2 separate regions of the Pan troglodytes genome follow, and region 1 is linked to region 2. Evidence: chromatin contacts called from public Hi-C data. All regions are on one chromosome and are shown on one strand. The core of a region is the stretch at or near the end of the contact, and the rest is flanking DNA. Distances in the headings are between cores, read along the strand shown. Region 1 overlaps SRC (SRC proto-oncogene, non-receptor tyrosine kinase). Region 2 has its middle 23 kb from the start of MANBAL.

Region 1 (7,035 bases), core at 2,773-5,272, 120 kb after region 2:
GGGGCAGAATTATGGGGCATTTTCTTTTATTTTTTCTTTTCTTTTTTTTAAATCTTCTTGTAGTTCTCAAAGAGTCCACTCTGAATGATAAAAGTTACCATTTACGGAGGCCTGGTAACGTTCCGTGCCATCCTGAGCATGTTCCGTGTACTTTTCTCACGGATTCTCCCAGCAGTCCTGACATGGGTGTTATTCCCGATCGATAGAGAGGAAAACTGAGGCGAAGGGCGGCAGGCCAGGATTCAAACCAGGGAGTCTGCTCCAGCACTCCGGCTCTTAACCTCAACCGTCTGCCTCCCCACAAACACCAGGATCAACCACCAAGACCAAAAAAACAGTCTCACAAACCATCAAACATTGCACCTGGTGGCTCAGGACCTTAGCTTCGTCTTAAAGGTCCCTGTTATGCTTTTTCTGAGTGCCCCAGTGGGGAGTGGTCTTCGTGTTTGTGAGTGCAGGGGTCAGGGGTTGTGTCTTTTCTTCTTGTCCCCTTCCAAGAGGTGACATGTATCCTTGATACTGGAAGGGCCCTTAAGGTCTAGCCCTGGCTCTCTGTCTCCCTTCATGGCACATCAGCCAAGTACCCATTCTCCCATCTTTGATTACCTCCAGTGACAGGGAGCTCACTCCTCAACATTTATTTTATTCTAAAGAAAATTCAGGCTCTTAGATAGTTCTTCCTCCATAAAATTTTTTTTTTTTAATTTTTACTTCCTCTTAAAGTCTCATAAACAAGTCCCCTGCTTTGGGGTCCTGAGGCAGGACCTGGCTAATTCGTCTCTATGTCCCCCTATAGTGAGGAGCACAGGGCCTGCTAGTAGGTACTATAAATGCTGCACCAGGAAGCAAGTGGCTAGGGGGCGGGCTGGTTGGGCCCCCATCAAGCCTTGGGCTGCAGGTAACCAGGTCAGCAGTTCTTGTGGGACACCAGCTGGGTGAGTGCTGATGGGTATCGTGACCTCAATGGAATAGGTTGCCATAGAAACTGACTTTGGACCTGTCCCCAGGTCCATTGACTTGTCCCTCAGGAGACCATGGTAATCCCTTGAGCTCTTCAGCAGGTCTCCCCAGGGCCTCCCCAACCCCACATTCTCTGAGCTGGGTGGTCCCCAGGGAGCATGCAAACCATACCCCCATTGTGCAGCTGGGTAGCCTGAGGCCCCAGGGGCACAGGGGACAGGCTGAAATTCACACAGGCAGGGGGCGTCTCATAGCTGGGCTGGGCGCTCAGGGCAAACAGCCTTGCCCGAGGACCCAGCCAGTCAGGGGGCCTTTTCCCCACTCATGGGTTCTCAGAGGAAATTCTGGACCGATTCCCAGGCCTTCTGCCTCCCCAAAGAATAATCGGAACCTGCCTCCCTGGTGTGTCCAGAATTACACAATATCAATAACGGCTGAGGTGCAGGGTGACCTGTGATGCCCCTAGCACCCTACAGTGTCTTGTGCATTTATCACAATGACCCCATCGTTACAGGTGAGGAAACGGCACAGAGAGAAGTTAAGTCACATGCCTAAGGTCACACAGCTATTTAGGGGTAGAGCCAGGATCTGGATGTGGAGAGCCCAGCTCCAGAGCCCACTCTCACCACCATGCCATACCCTGTCTCGCTCTTGCTTTGAGAGGGTTGAAAAGACTTTGGGAGGGTTGAAGGATATTTCAGGTCTAGGAGGCTCTTAGCACGGGCCTGCTAGAGCCATAGCCTGATGAACAGTGATCAGAGAGTGGGCGCCATTATGATTTCTCTTTCTAATGACATCCTCAAAACAGTGCTGAGATGTCTGCTTTATCCCTGCTTTGCAGATGAGGACGCTGAGGCCCAGAGAGGGAAAGCCACTTGCCTAGGGACACACAGCGGGGAGAGGTGGAGCAGGGCCTCTATTTCGAGACCCCTGACTCCACACCTGGTGTTTGTGCCAAGACCCCAGGCTGCCTCCCAGGTCCTCTGGGACAGCCCCTGCCTTCTACCAGGTGAGATGATGGCCCTATCAGGGCTCAAGATGGGTGGGGAGATCCCAGCCAATCTGGGTGGGAGCTGGGACCAGCCAGGGCCTGCGGATGGGGAAATGGGAGGCAGAGGGTGGTGGCAGGACTGTGGGCGTCAGGGGGAGTTTTCAACTTGGTCTACTCTGTGTTTCCGTCTCTCTGGACCTCCCAGGTTTCTGGCTCTGAAGTCCCTTAGCTCTTAAATAGTCATTCATTCGTTCAGCTGTTTACTGAGCACCTACTGTGTGCCACACCCCATGTTAGGCACTGGGAGCACAGCAGTGAACAAGATGAACAAAAGCCCATGACAGTAGTCACATAACCACATGAATTCAAACAACAAAAACAAAACAGGACCACATGTTATCAAAGACAGACAGAAGTCAGGGGGATCCAGTGAAAGGATTTGGGGAACACTTCCCAAGGAGGGGACTTTTGAGTTGAGAACGGAAGGAGGCACCAGTCACCCTGGTGAAGTGGCCAGGGAACAGCATTTGGGCAGTGGGAATGGTATGTGTGAAGGCCCTGTGGCTGGAGTGAGCTCCCAGCCATCTCTGCTTCAAACCTCCTGCTGTATGGCCTTGGCTGCCACTTTTAGCACCTTTCCCCAGCGTTAGGCAATTCCCGTCAGCCACGTATTCATTCAACAAACCCTCAATGAGCCCCCTCCATGTGCTAGGTGCCCGGGACATAGGCGTGGCTCAGATACTGTCCCTGCCAGGAGGGAGGGAAACAGTGACTCAGGGGGAGGTGGGTGGGTAAGGTCAGGGCTTCTGATTATGAGGCATTTCTTCCGTTCCTGGCGCTGGACCGAGGAAGCCCTTTACGGATGGATGCCATCCTTACGTTCATTTTACAGATGAAGACATCGAGGTTTTGAGAGGCTAACTCTCCCAAAAAGGCTGGTGCCCCTGTCCCCCATTTTTTTCTTTTTCTTTTCTTTTCTTTTTTTTTTTTTAAAAAGAGTATTCCTCTGACGCCCAGGCTGGAGTGCAGTGGCAGGATCTGAGCTCACTGCAGCCTCTGCCTCCCCTGTTCAAGCGATTCTCCTGCCTCACCCTCCGGAGTAGCTGGGACTACAGGCGCGTGCCACCATGCCCGGCTAATTTTTTTTTCAAGTAGAGCCCGGGTTTCCGCGTGTTGGCCAGGCAGGTCTCGAACTCCTGACCTCAAGTGATCCGCCGGCCTCGGCCTCCCAAAGTGCTGGGATTACAGCCGTGAGCCACCGCGCCCGGCCCTGCTGCCTCTCTTTGGGCCTCGTTTTCCCTATCTGTGGAATGGGTGGGAGGGAGGCCGGCCAAGGGGCCCCGGCAGCCCTGCCAGTTCCAGTGTCTTCTCTCTCTCCTGCCAGGACCATGGGTAGCAACAAGAGCAAGCCCAAGGATGCCAGCCAGCGGCGCCGCAGCCTGGAGCCCGCCGAGAACGTGCACGGCGCTGGCGGGGGCGCTTTCCCCGCCTCGCAGACCCCCAGCAAGCCAGCCTCGGCCGACGGCCACCGCGGCCCCAGCGCGGCCTTCGCCCCCGCGGCCGCCGAGCCCAAGCTGTTCGGAGGCTTCAACTCCTCGGACACCGTCACCTCCCCGCAGAGGGCGGGCCCGCTGGCCGGTCAGTGCGCGGGCGGCGCGGGGTCCTCGTCCACCTGGGGCCACGGCGGGGAGGCGGCGGGGCTGTGTGCCCGGGGTCGCCCCCTCTGCGCAGGCCCTTCCTCTCGCCAGGGGTAGCGCCCCTGGGTGACTTGGGTGTGCGGGGCGGGGGGGGGGGGGGGGGGGCGTACACACTGTGAAGCATCCACGCCGCCGCCGCTGGCTTTGGGGTGGAGCAGGCGCAGAGGACGCGGGGTGTGGTGATGGGGTCCTAGTGGGACGCTGAGGCCCAGAGAGAGGGGCGGCGCGGGGACCGGGCCTGCTGCTGCCTGGCGCCCAGTCCTTTTTCGTTGCCTGGGTCCGCCCAGAGATGAGTCGGGACGCGCGGCCCACGTGCGGCGGAGGGGCAGCTGGGTCGCGCGGGGAACGGGGCACCGGACGGCCCCGGCTGGGCCCGCGCCAGGATGCGCCCCTGCGCCCTCTGCTGGCGCTCTGCGGTCACCGCAGCCCCGGAGAGGGCCGTTTTGGAGAGCCGCGGCGGTGCCCCAGACATTCCACGCAGACTTCACTCCTTCACTCAGACCCGTTCACTCTCCCCACAGGCACACGCTGGGCCACACACACGGCTACACCCCCGCCAGGGACACGCACACATGCGGGGTGGAGGCAGGGTCACAGACACCCGCAGACACATCCCCATCGCAGATGTACCCAGATACAAACTCACATGCACAGGTGACCTCACACTTGTAGCTGAAGACACACGCACATGCCGTCAGAAGCGCATTCAGAGACACACACAAGACACAGACACACGCTCAGCTGGAAATCACAATCTCACCATCGTGGCCGCCCAGGAGACAGATACACACAGGTGCATCGAGAACATGAGAACACTCAGAGACACGCGGACAGGCATGGACCCTTCAGACGCAGACGCACGCCCAAGCGAGAGAAACAGACCCACAGACACACCATTCATTTGTTCAATAAGTATATGTGGAGCTCCTACTACAGGCCAGGGCTCCTCTGCTGCCCGGGCCCCAGCGGTGCAGACAGAACCCACCTGGGGGAAGGAAGCAAAGGGCAGCTCGTGGAGGGTGTTAGAAGGGGCGCTGCTGCGAAGGCGCAAAACAGGCAGGGAGGGAGGGCTGGGGGATGTGAGGAGGTGGAGGCTGTAGCTTAAAATGGTGGAAGGGGGTACGGGGGCCTTTTTGAGGGGGCAGTTACTTGGAGCCAAATCTTCCTGGACACCAGGAGTGCCCAGAGTGACACACTTTATAGAGAGAGAGCGAGCCTCCTGGGGCAGTGTTCTTCATTCACCGCTTCGTTCAGCCTATAGCTCTTTCTTGAGCACCTACTATGTGCCTGGGTCTGGAAACAAAACAAAGATGCTTGTTATTGGCGACTTCTGCTCCTAGAGCAAGACAGGCACCAAACAGATAAGCCAGCACCCAGCACTGCCCAAAGCCCCGGGGACGGACGCGGACAGGAAGGGATGCTCCCGCTCCCACACGCCCTTGCAGGGACGCGCAGATACACGGATGCAGTGGACACGTGCACAGGCCCATCTTCACTGAACCTGACTGTGTCTTTGGGCTGAGCACTTGTGTGTGGGAGACAAATCCACTCCTCCTGGGTACAGGGCCATCCTGCCCATGCCTTCCCTGGCTGTGGCCCCACTGTTCTGACACACCCCACCCCTCTCTGCAGGTGGAGTGACCACCTTTGTGGCCCTCTATGACTATGAGTCTAGGACGGAGACAGACCTGTCCTTCAAGAAAGGCGAGCGGCTCCAGATTGTCAACAACACGTGAGTGCCCCCTTCCCTATTGCCCCTCAGGGCTGGGTGGTGGGACTTCAAAGCGGGCAGGGGCTCATGCAGGATCTGGCATCAGGGCAGCACAGTGCAGAGCCGAGGGCAGTGCGAAGCCCAGGGCAGTGTGGAGGCAGGCGCCTGCTGCACTCTCGCCCTGGGCAGCACCTGCTGTTGCTCCCCCAGCCATGGGGAACTCCTCCCAATCCCTGGCTCTCGCTTGCTCCCTCCAGCCCTCTCTCAGCTTCTCCCTCTCTCTGCTTCTCTCTCGCTGGCCCTTAGGAGGAAGGTGGATGTCAGGTGTGTACATGCTCCGTGGGCGGCGGGCTGGGTGGGGTGCTTCGCGGGGGGTGGGGGCTGCTGTCTGCATGTGCTTCCACTCCCTGCCTGTGATCTCTGGCTCTCTTGGCTGCTCCCCACCTCCCAGCTTCTCCTCTCCCCCCTCCACCAATTTGATTAGGTCCTGGACCTTAACGCAGGCTGCGATCAGGGGCCCTTCCATTGCACTCTCCTGCACACCTTCTCCCCATCCACCTTCCTACTCACTCACCCTCCCATTCTGCCCCGTCAGCCCACCCAAGTATCTGCTGCATGCAGGACCCAGTGCTGTGATGGGGATAGCCTGGGTGGAGAAGGCCTTGGCCACGTCCCCCTGGAGCCAGCATGTGGCCAGGGAGACAGCACATGGCCCCAGCCCAGGCCAAGAGTCAGGCAGTGGGCGAGCCCAGAGTCGGCTCCTGGAGCCCCTGCTGTGGACCTGCCTCCGGTGATGACCACAGGGACTGAGAGGGTCAAGGGCCTCGAAGGAAAGCCAGTGAAGTTATCTGGCAGGTGGAGGTGGTGGAAGGGCAGCTTGCGGGAGGGTGCCGGACTGGAGGGGGCTGACGCCTTCACGGGTGTGGAAGGCAGGAAGGTTCTAGAAGGCAGAGGAGAATCGATCCCTGGGTGCCCTCGAAGGCCTGGCTAAGGAAGTTGGGGGTTTCCACTGCCCCGAGCGTGTCTGGCTTGCTCATGCCCCACTTGCCTTGCGCATGCTCTTCCCTTTGCCTGAAATGCCCTTTCTCCAGTGTCTGCCTGGGGAACTCCTGTTCATCGCTCAAGATCAGTGCAGGACTGCCTTCTCAGAGGGGCAAAGGGGAACAGAGGTGCCAGTTGCCATGCCAGTCGTCTCCACCTGTGTCCTTGTATTGACTCCTCTCTGCATTCTAGCCAGGGCTGAAGTGATCGGGGAGGGGGCTGTCTCCATTTTGCAGATGAGGAAACTGAGGCTCAGCGATGTGAAGGCCCTTGTCCAAGGTCACACAGCTGCCAAGTAGCAAAGCCAGGATTGGAACCGAAGCAGCAACTTTCTGCCCTCCTCAACCTGCTCTTGGCGGGGGGGTGGGAGGGGGGGCTCTCCCGGCTCCGCCTCCCCCCTTGCATGGCCGAGTCCTGGTGCGAAGCTACAGTTTCCTTATTGTCACCAGCTGTTTGTGTCTGCTTCCCCCCTAAACTGGGAGCTGCTGGAGGGTGGCTCTCTGGTGCACCTCACTTCTGGGTCCCCATAGCACCTGTAACTCAGCACAGTGGCGGGTGCCCAGCAGGTGATGGTGAACAGGATGAATGAACAGCAGTGACAACGTCACCATTTCTTGTGCTCTCTGTGTGAGCTG
Region 2 (6,798 bases), core at 3,922-6,421:
AGTTACTTCTACCTGGCCGGGTGCAGTGGCTCACACCTGTAATCCCAGCACTTTGGGAGGCTGAGGCGGGTGGATCATGAGGTCAGGGGTTCGAGACCAGCCTGACCAACATGGTGAAACCCCGTCTCTACTAAAAATACAAAAATTAGCTGGGTGTGGTAGTGGGCACCTGTAATACCAGCTACTCAGGAGGCTGAGGCAGGAGAATTGCTTGAACCCGGGAGGTGGAGGTTGCAGTGAGCCGAGATCGTGCCACTGCACTCCAGCCTGGGTGACAGAGCGAGACTCTGTCTCAAAAAAAGAAAAAAAACTTCTACCCTCCGGGCCTCAGTTTCTACCTGGAAACTTGAGAGTTGACATAGAACAGCAACTTTCAAACTATTTTTTTGAGAGGGATCCTATCTTTGCCACCCAGGTTGGAGTGCAGTGGCATAATCTCGACTCACTGCAACCTCCACCTCCCGGGTTCAAATGATTCTCCTGCCTTAGCCTCCAGAGTAGCTGGGATTACAGGTGCGTACCACCACGCCTGGCTAAGTTTTGTATTTTAGTAGAGATGGGATTTCACCATGTTGGCCAGGCTGGTCTCAAACTTCTGACCTCAGGTGATCCACGTGCCTCTGCCTCCCAAAGCACTGGGATGACAGGTGTGAGCCACCACACCCAGCCCAAACATTTTTTAAAAAGTAGCAAAACTCTTTCTTTGGAAACCTACAGAGACAGGTTTTTAATATGGGGCTACTCTGGTTGAAGAGGGGGAAGTGGAGACCCCCTTGCCTATCCCTGAGGTACCTCAATGGGTCACAATTACAAGCCAGTAATTTCCAAGAGTCCCCTTAGCAACACTATTTTGTGGTTCTCCTTCTTAGCCTGCACTGAGCCATGTTCTTGGCATCTAGCAAATATGAGATGTTTCTCATAGAAGCAAGGCTTGAGTGGTATGTCACCTTGCTGGCCAGGATACGAAGTGGTCAGGCCAGGCCAGATCCCCAAGGATTAAGAATGGGCTGATAGCGGCCAGGTGCGGTGGCTCATGCCTGTAACCCCAGCACTTTGGGAGGCCGAGGCAGGCGGACTGCCTGAGCTCAGGAGTTCGTGACCACTCTGGGCAACATGGTGAAACCCCATCTCTACTAAAATACAAAAAAATTAGCTGGGTGTAGTGGCGTGTGCCTGTAATCCCAGCTACTGGGGAGGCTGAGGCACAAGAATAGCTTAAGCCCCAGAGGCAGAGGTTGGTGTGAGCTGAGATGGCGCCGCTGCACTTCAGCTTGAACGACAGAGTGAGACTCTGTCTCAAAAAAATAAATAAATAAAAGGCAGGGCGTGGTGGTTCACGTCTGTAATCCCAGCACCTTGGGAGGCTGAGGCGGGCGGCTCACCAGGTCAGGAGATCGAGATCATTCTGACTAACATGGTGAAATCCCGTCTCTATTAAAAATACAAAAAATTAGCCGGGCGTGGTGGTGGGTGCCTGTGGTCCCAGCTACTCAGGAGGCTGAGGCAGAAGAATGGCGTGAACCCAGGAGGCGGAGCTTGCAGTGAACCAAGATGGTGCCACTGCACTCCAGCCTGGGTGACAGAGTGAGACTCCATCTCAAAAAAATAAATAAAATAAATAAATAATTAAAAATAAAAATAAATGGGTTGATAGCTTTAAATTAATTATTATTATTATTTTATTTACTTAATTTTTTGGAGACAGGGTCTCGCTCAGGCTAGAGTGTAGTGGTGAGATCTCAGCTCACTGCAGCCTTGACCTCCTGGGCTCAAGCAGTCCCCAACCTCAGCCTCCTGAGTAGCTGGGACTGCAGTTGCACGCCACCATGCCCAGCTAATTTTGTTTATTTTTAGTAGAGATGAGATCTCACTATGTTGTCCTGGCCAAAACTTAAATATTATTTAAAAAAAAAAAAGCGCAGGTCACAGCAGCAGGGAGCAGACGAAGCAGTTGGGAGCCCCAGGGCTATGGGCTCTCGCACAGTCAGGAAGTGTGGGGTGATTCCTGGAAATGCAAAGTGGGGACCATGCAGAGCTGGGCACCCAGAGTGGACGCTGGGCCAGGGCACAGATGCAGGTTACACGGAGTTGGCCGGAGAAGCCATGGGACTCAGAATCCAGCCTCGGTTGAAACTCTGTGCCAGGCATTGTGCTACAGACTTCACGCCCTATCTCAGTTTTCTTATTTGTAAAATGGGAGTGATAGAGCTCAACTTATGAGGCTCTCGGGTGAGAATTATTGTGACATTGCATAAAGGGCAGACCTGGCATAGGGCAGAGCTCACAATTTAGCTTTGATAATTGCTGTTCTTGTCATTGCGGTAAATGAGGAAACAGGCATGGAAGGTTACGTGCTCAGCCACAGCCACAGAGCTAGTCAGTAGCTGGAAGAGCTATGACTCAAACATGTTTTCTGACTTCCTTGCAGCCCCAGCTACTTGGGAGGCTGAGGCAGGAGGATCACTTGAGCCCAGGAGTTGGAGGCTGCAGTGAGCTATGTTCGTGCCTCCGTACTCCAGCCTGGGCGATGGAGTGACACCTTGTCTCTATTGAAAAAAAAAGGAAAAAAAGTTTTCTGATTTCCAATTTGTTTGCCCCACACTAAGGCCCTTCCTGGGCCTACCAGTTCTAATTTTTTTTTTTTTTTTTTTTTTTAAAGAACTTCAACAGTTTGGCCGGGCGTGGTGGCTTACACCTGTAATCTCAGCACTTTGGGAGGCCGAGGCAGGCGGATTGCCTGAGGTCAGGAGTTCGAGACCAATCTGGCCAACATGGTGAGACCCTGTCTCTACTAAAAATACAAAAAAATTAGGCGGGCGTGGTGGCATGCGCCTGTAATCCCAGCTACTCGGGAGGCTGAGGCAGGGGAATTGCTTGAACCAGGGAGGTGGAGGTTGCAGGGAGCCAAGATCGCGCCACTGTGCTCCATCTTGGGCAACAGAGGGAGACTCCATCTAAAAAACAAACAAAAAAGAGTTCACATATCATAAAGCTCACTGGTTTTAAGTCTATGGCTCCATGAGCTTTCATACATTTATACGGTGGTGCCACCATTGCCACAATCCTGTTTTGGAATGCTTCTGTCCCTCCAAAAATTCCCTCTAGCCCATTTGCTCTCAGTCTCCACTCTTGCCCCCTGCCCTAGGCAACCCCTAATCTGCTGTCTTACAGTTTTTCCTTGGTAGGAAATTCCTATAAATGGAATCTTTTATATGATGAGTAAATCATAATAAATCAAATAAAATACGCACTTTTTGGTGTCAGGCTTCTTTCACTCAGCATAATGTTTGACCTTCATCCATGTTGATCCAGGTATTAATAGTTTGTTCCTTTTTATTCCATTGTATGGATGTATGACTGTTTGTTTACCCATTCACCTTGATGGACATTTGGGTTGATTCCAATTTGGGGCTACTATGAATTATGCTGCTACGAACTTTTTTTTTTTGAGACAGGGTCTTGCTGTCACATAGGCTGGAGTGCAGTGGCACAATCTCAGCTCGCTGCAGCCTTGACTTCCTGTGCTCAAGTGATCCTCCCACCTCAGCCTCCTGAGTAGCTGGGACCACAGGTGTGATCCGCTGCGCCCAGCTAATTAAAAAAAATTTTTTTGTAGCAATGGGGTCTCTCTATATTGCCCAGGGTCTCTCTCTATCAAACTCTTGGGTTCAAGTGATCCTCCCACCTCGGCCTCCCAAAGTGTTGAGATTACAGGTGTGAGTCACCCTGCCTGAACTGCTATGAATATTTCAGTAGGAGACCTTGTGTGAACATGTTTTCATTAATCTTGGGTGGGTACCTAGGAGGGGAATCACTGGGTCATATAATGAGGGTTTAGCTTTTTAAGAAACTGCCAGTCTTTTCCACAATGGCTGTACCATTGACTTTCCCCCCAGCAGCGATGGGGGTCTGCCCCCGAATTTCTTAAATGAGCATTTATTTCCTCATCCCACAAACCCCTCTTAAGCAACTAATTAGGCCCACGTAGAGCTTGCTGGATTAGCTGTCCATCTCCGAGGTGCTTGGTCCCTTTTCTGCAGTTAGGGGAGTGGGGTGGCTCTCTCCCCTCTGCATAGCATCTTCTGGGTGCTATGAGGAACGCAGAGTGTTTGGACACAGTGCTTGTCTTCAAAGAGCTACAGGAGGAAGCTGAATCATTACCCTGGGCAGGTAGATCCAGAGAGGGATACAGTATCAGTATAAATGCAGAGAGGGACACAGTATCAGTGTAAATGTTCCAAGAATCGAGAGAAGGGAGAAGTCATGTAAACCCAGGAGTTCATCGTCAGACAGGAGTAGGGAGAAGCTTAAAATGGGAGCACAGGTTTAGGGGGCAAATGGGTTTGGATTTGAAACCAACTCTGCCATTTGCCCCATGTGAGATTCTAGGCAAGGTCAATCCCTTAATCGCTCTGAGCCTCAGTTACTACATCTGTACAATGGAGGTGATAAGAACTACCACTCCAGGTTGTTGTGAGAACCAGAAATATGCTTGGCCGGATGCGGTGGCTCACACCTGTAATCCCAACACTGGGAGGCAGAGGCAGGCAGGTTGCTTGAGCCCAGGAGTTCGAGACCAGCTTGGGCAACACAGTGAGACCCCCGTCTCCACAAAAAGAAAGAAAGAAAAAGAAATATGCATGTTGGTGTCTGATATGTAAGTGTCTTGGCAAATGGTAGCAGTTATTGTAGTTTTTCAGAGCTGAGCTCTGAAAAAACGGGCAGCTTGGTGGCAGCCTGGTGGCGGGGAGGGCTGGGAGCCATCTTGGTGACAGGCTTTATTTGCAGTAAATTCTCAAACCCACTGAGAAAGAGCATAGTGGGGCGGGGGGTGGGGGAGGATGGGGAGCCAGAAAGAACCCGGAGAATGAAAACCCAGCCCCTTCCACCGATTCCCACCACCGCCTTGTCCTTGTCCTCCGAGTGATGATGAGAATGCCTCGGTGGCCGCCCAGCTCACTTTCCCAGGACGTGTTTTAACCCAGCGTTAATTAGTGATTGTGGCTGCATCTAGGGCTGGGGGCTTGAGCTGAAGAAAGAAAGTACCCCAGAGAAAGGCAGATTTTAAAAGGCCCCAAAAGTCTGGGGCAGTGAGGCTCTGTGGAGAGGGAGACAAGCCGTGCATTTGTGTTGCAAATTTCCAGTGTGTGCAAGCCAGCCATTCAATGAGGGCGATGCTACTGGCAGCCGGCATGGGGGTGGGGAGGGAAAGGAAGTCCACAAAGGGGGCCTGTCTGAGGACCTCAGACCCTGCTTTGTAAAAGCTGCTTTCATCCCCCTCCGTGGTTGATGGCAGTGTTCCCAGTCCAAGGCCACTGTGCAAGGATCCAGAGGCCTGGACCCCAGACTCCCAGATTCTCTTGACCCTCCCCACTTGCCCTTCTAGGCCTGTTTTTGTGGCATCAGCAGCAGCAGGTGTCTGAGTGCTCCCGGGTACTGTGTCAGAGGAGACCAGGTTTAAGTGGTGTGGGCTTGCTAGGTGGCTTCAGGCAAAGTCACTTAACCTCCCTGAGTGTCAGTTTCCTCTTCTGTAAAATGGAGATGATGTGGTCCTTTCCCCTGCTTCACAGGGTCCTACCCAAACAGAAGGGCCTGTGATTGGATGGCAGCTCAGAGCTTCATTTCTTTCTCAAAAAGTCTGCATCTGGGAAAGTCATTAGAAGAGCTCGTTTAATGAAGAGATGAGGTTGATTGTACTTAGCAAATCAATGAAGCAACTCTGGGTTCCTTGGAAATGTTACTCCCACGAGTATTTTAATTTTTTTTTCTTTTGAGATGGAGTTTAGCTCTTGTTGCCCAGGCTGGAGTGCAATGGCATGATCTCAGCTCACAGCAACCTCCACCTCCCGAGTTCAAGCGATTCTCTTGCCTCAGCCTCCCCAGTAGCTGGGATTGCAGGCATGCACCACCATGCCAGACTAATTTTGTGTTTTTAGTAGAGATGGGATTTCACCATGTTGGCCAGGCTGGTCTCGAACTCCCAACCTCAGGTGATCCACCCACCCTCCCAAAGTGCTGGGATTACAGGCATGAGCCACCGCACCCGGCACTAATTTTTTTTTTTTTTAAGACAGTCTCGTTCTGTCACCCAGGCTGGAGTGCAGTGGCGTGATCTCTGCCCACTGTAACCTCCGCCTTCCAGGTTCAAGCAATTATCCTGCCTCAGCCTCCCAAGTAGCTGAGACTATGGGCACAAGCCACCATGTCCAGCTAATTTTTGTATTTTTAGTAGAGACAGGGTTTCACCATGTTGGCCAGGCTGGTCTTGAACTCCTGACCTCAAGTGATTTGCCTGCCTTGGCCTCCCAAAGCGCTGGGATTACAGGCGTGAGCCACTGCACCTGGCCCGTGAGTATTTTAAACATTCACCTTGCTTGGAATCTTTGGGCCTGCCACAAGTCAATTAGGCACACTAACCAGGTTGTTTTTTGAGTTGGTAGATTTGGTGCAGGTGCCAAGCCTGCTGCATAGGAGGCTGTCCCCAGCTGATCCTCGGGTAACCTTTCCCTGGTGAAGATATGACCATACTTCAAAAGCCCCCTTGGAGGCCATCTCTTCAAGAAGCATCCTCCCTCCCAGGCCTTGCCTGTGGTTGAGTGATTTTATAATTTTATATGCAGAAAATTGTCTCCTTTCCTGAGACCCTTGGGATGCCTGGGACCAAATCTTTGAGCCCTCTAAAGCTTTCTAATCAAAGTGTGGTCCATAGACCAGCAGTATTGACAGCACCTGGGGGCTTGTTAGGAATGCAGAATGTCAGGCTCCACTCTGGACCAATTGAATCAAAGGCTAAAATCT

Evidence for each region. Hi-C and Micro-C count contacts between places; a contact is called where the count stands out from the background.
Region 1: a Hi-C map of stem cell-derived neural progenitor cells shows a contact between it and region 2, with 5 times the contacts expected there. The contact joins two enhancer-like sites. A contact is called at or near these places in 4 of 7 Hi-C or Micro-C datasets (induced pluripotent stem cells, a lymphoblastoid cell line and stem cell-derived neural progenitor cells).

Annotation. Positions count from the first base shown.
Region 1 is chr21:43,618,644-43,625,678 of NHGRI_mPanTro3-v2.0_pri, forward strand. SRC (SRC proto-oncogene, non-receptor tyrosine kinase) reads left to right here. Exons shown (of 15, transcript XM_054674765.2): 3 at 3,336-3,589; 4 at 5,281-5,380; 5 at 5,666-5,683. The coding sequence starts at 3,340. Among named protein-coding and RNA genes, the nearest start is that of SRC, 56 kb to the left of the region's middle. Within about 2 kb of position 4,023, at least 6 of the 24 cell types and tissues checked have an H3K27ac peak or open chromatin away from gene starts, as enhancers often do. A contact at or near this core is called in stem cell-derived neural progenitor cells, where this site is marked.
Region 2 is chr21:43,501,125-43,507,922 of NHGRI_mPanTro3-v2.0_pri, forward strand. No RefSeq gene overlaps it. Among named protein-coding and RNA genes, the nearest start is that of MANBAL, 23 kb to the right of the region's middle. Within about 2 kb of position 5,172, at least 14 of the 24 cell types and tissues checked have an H3K27ac peak or open chromatin away from gene starts, as enhancers often do. A contact at or near this core is called in stem cell-derived neural progenitor cells, where this site is marked.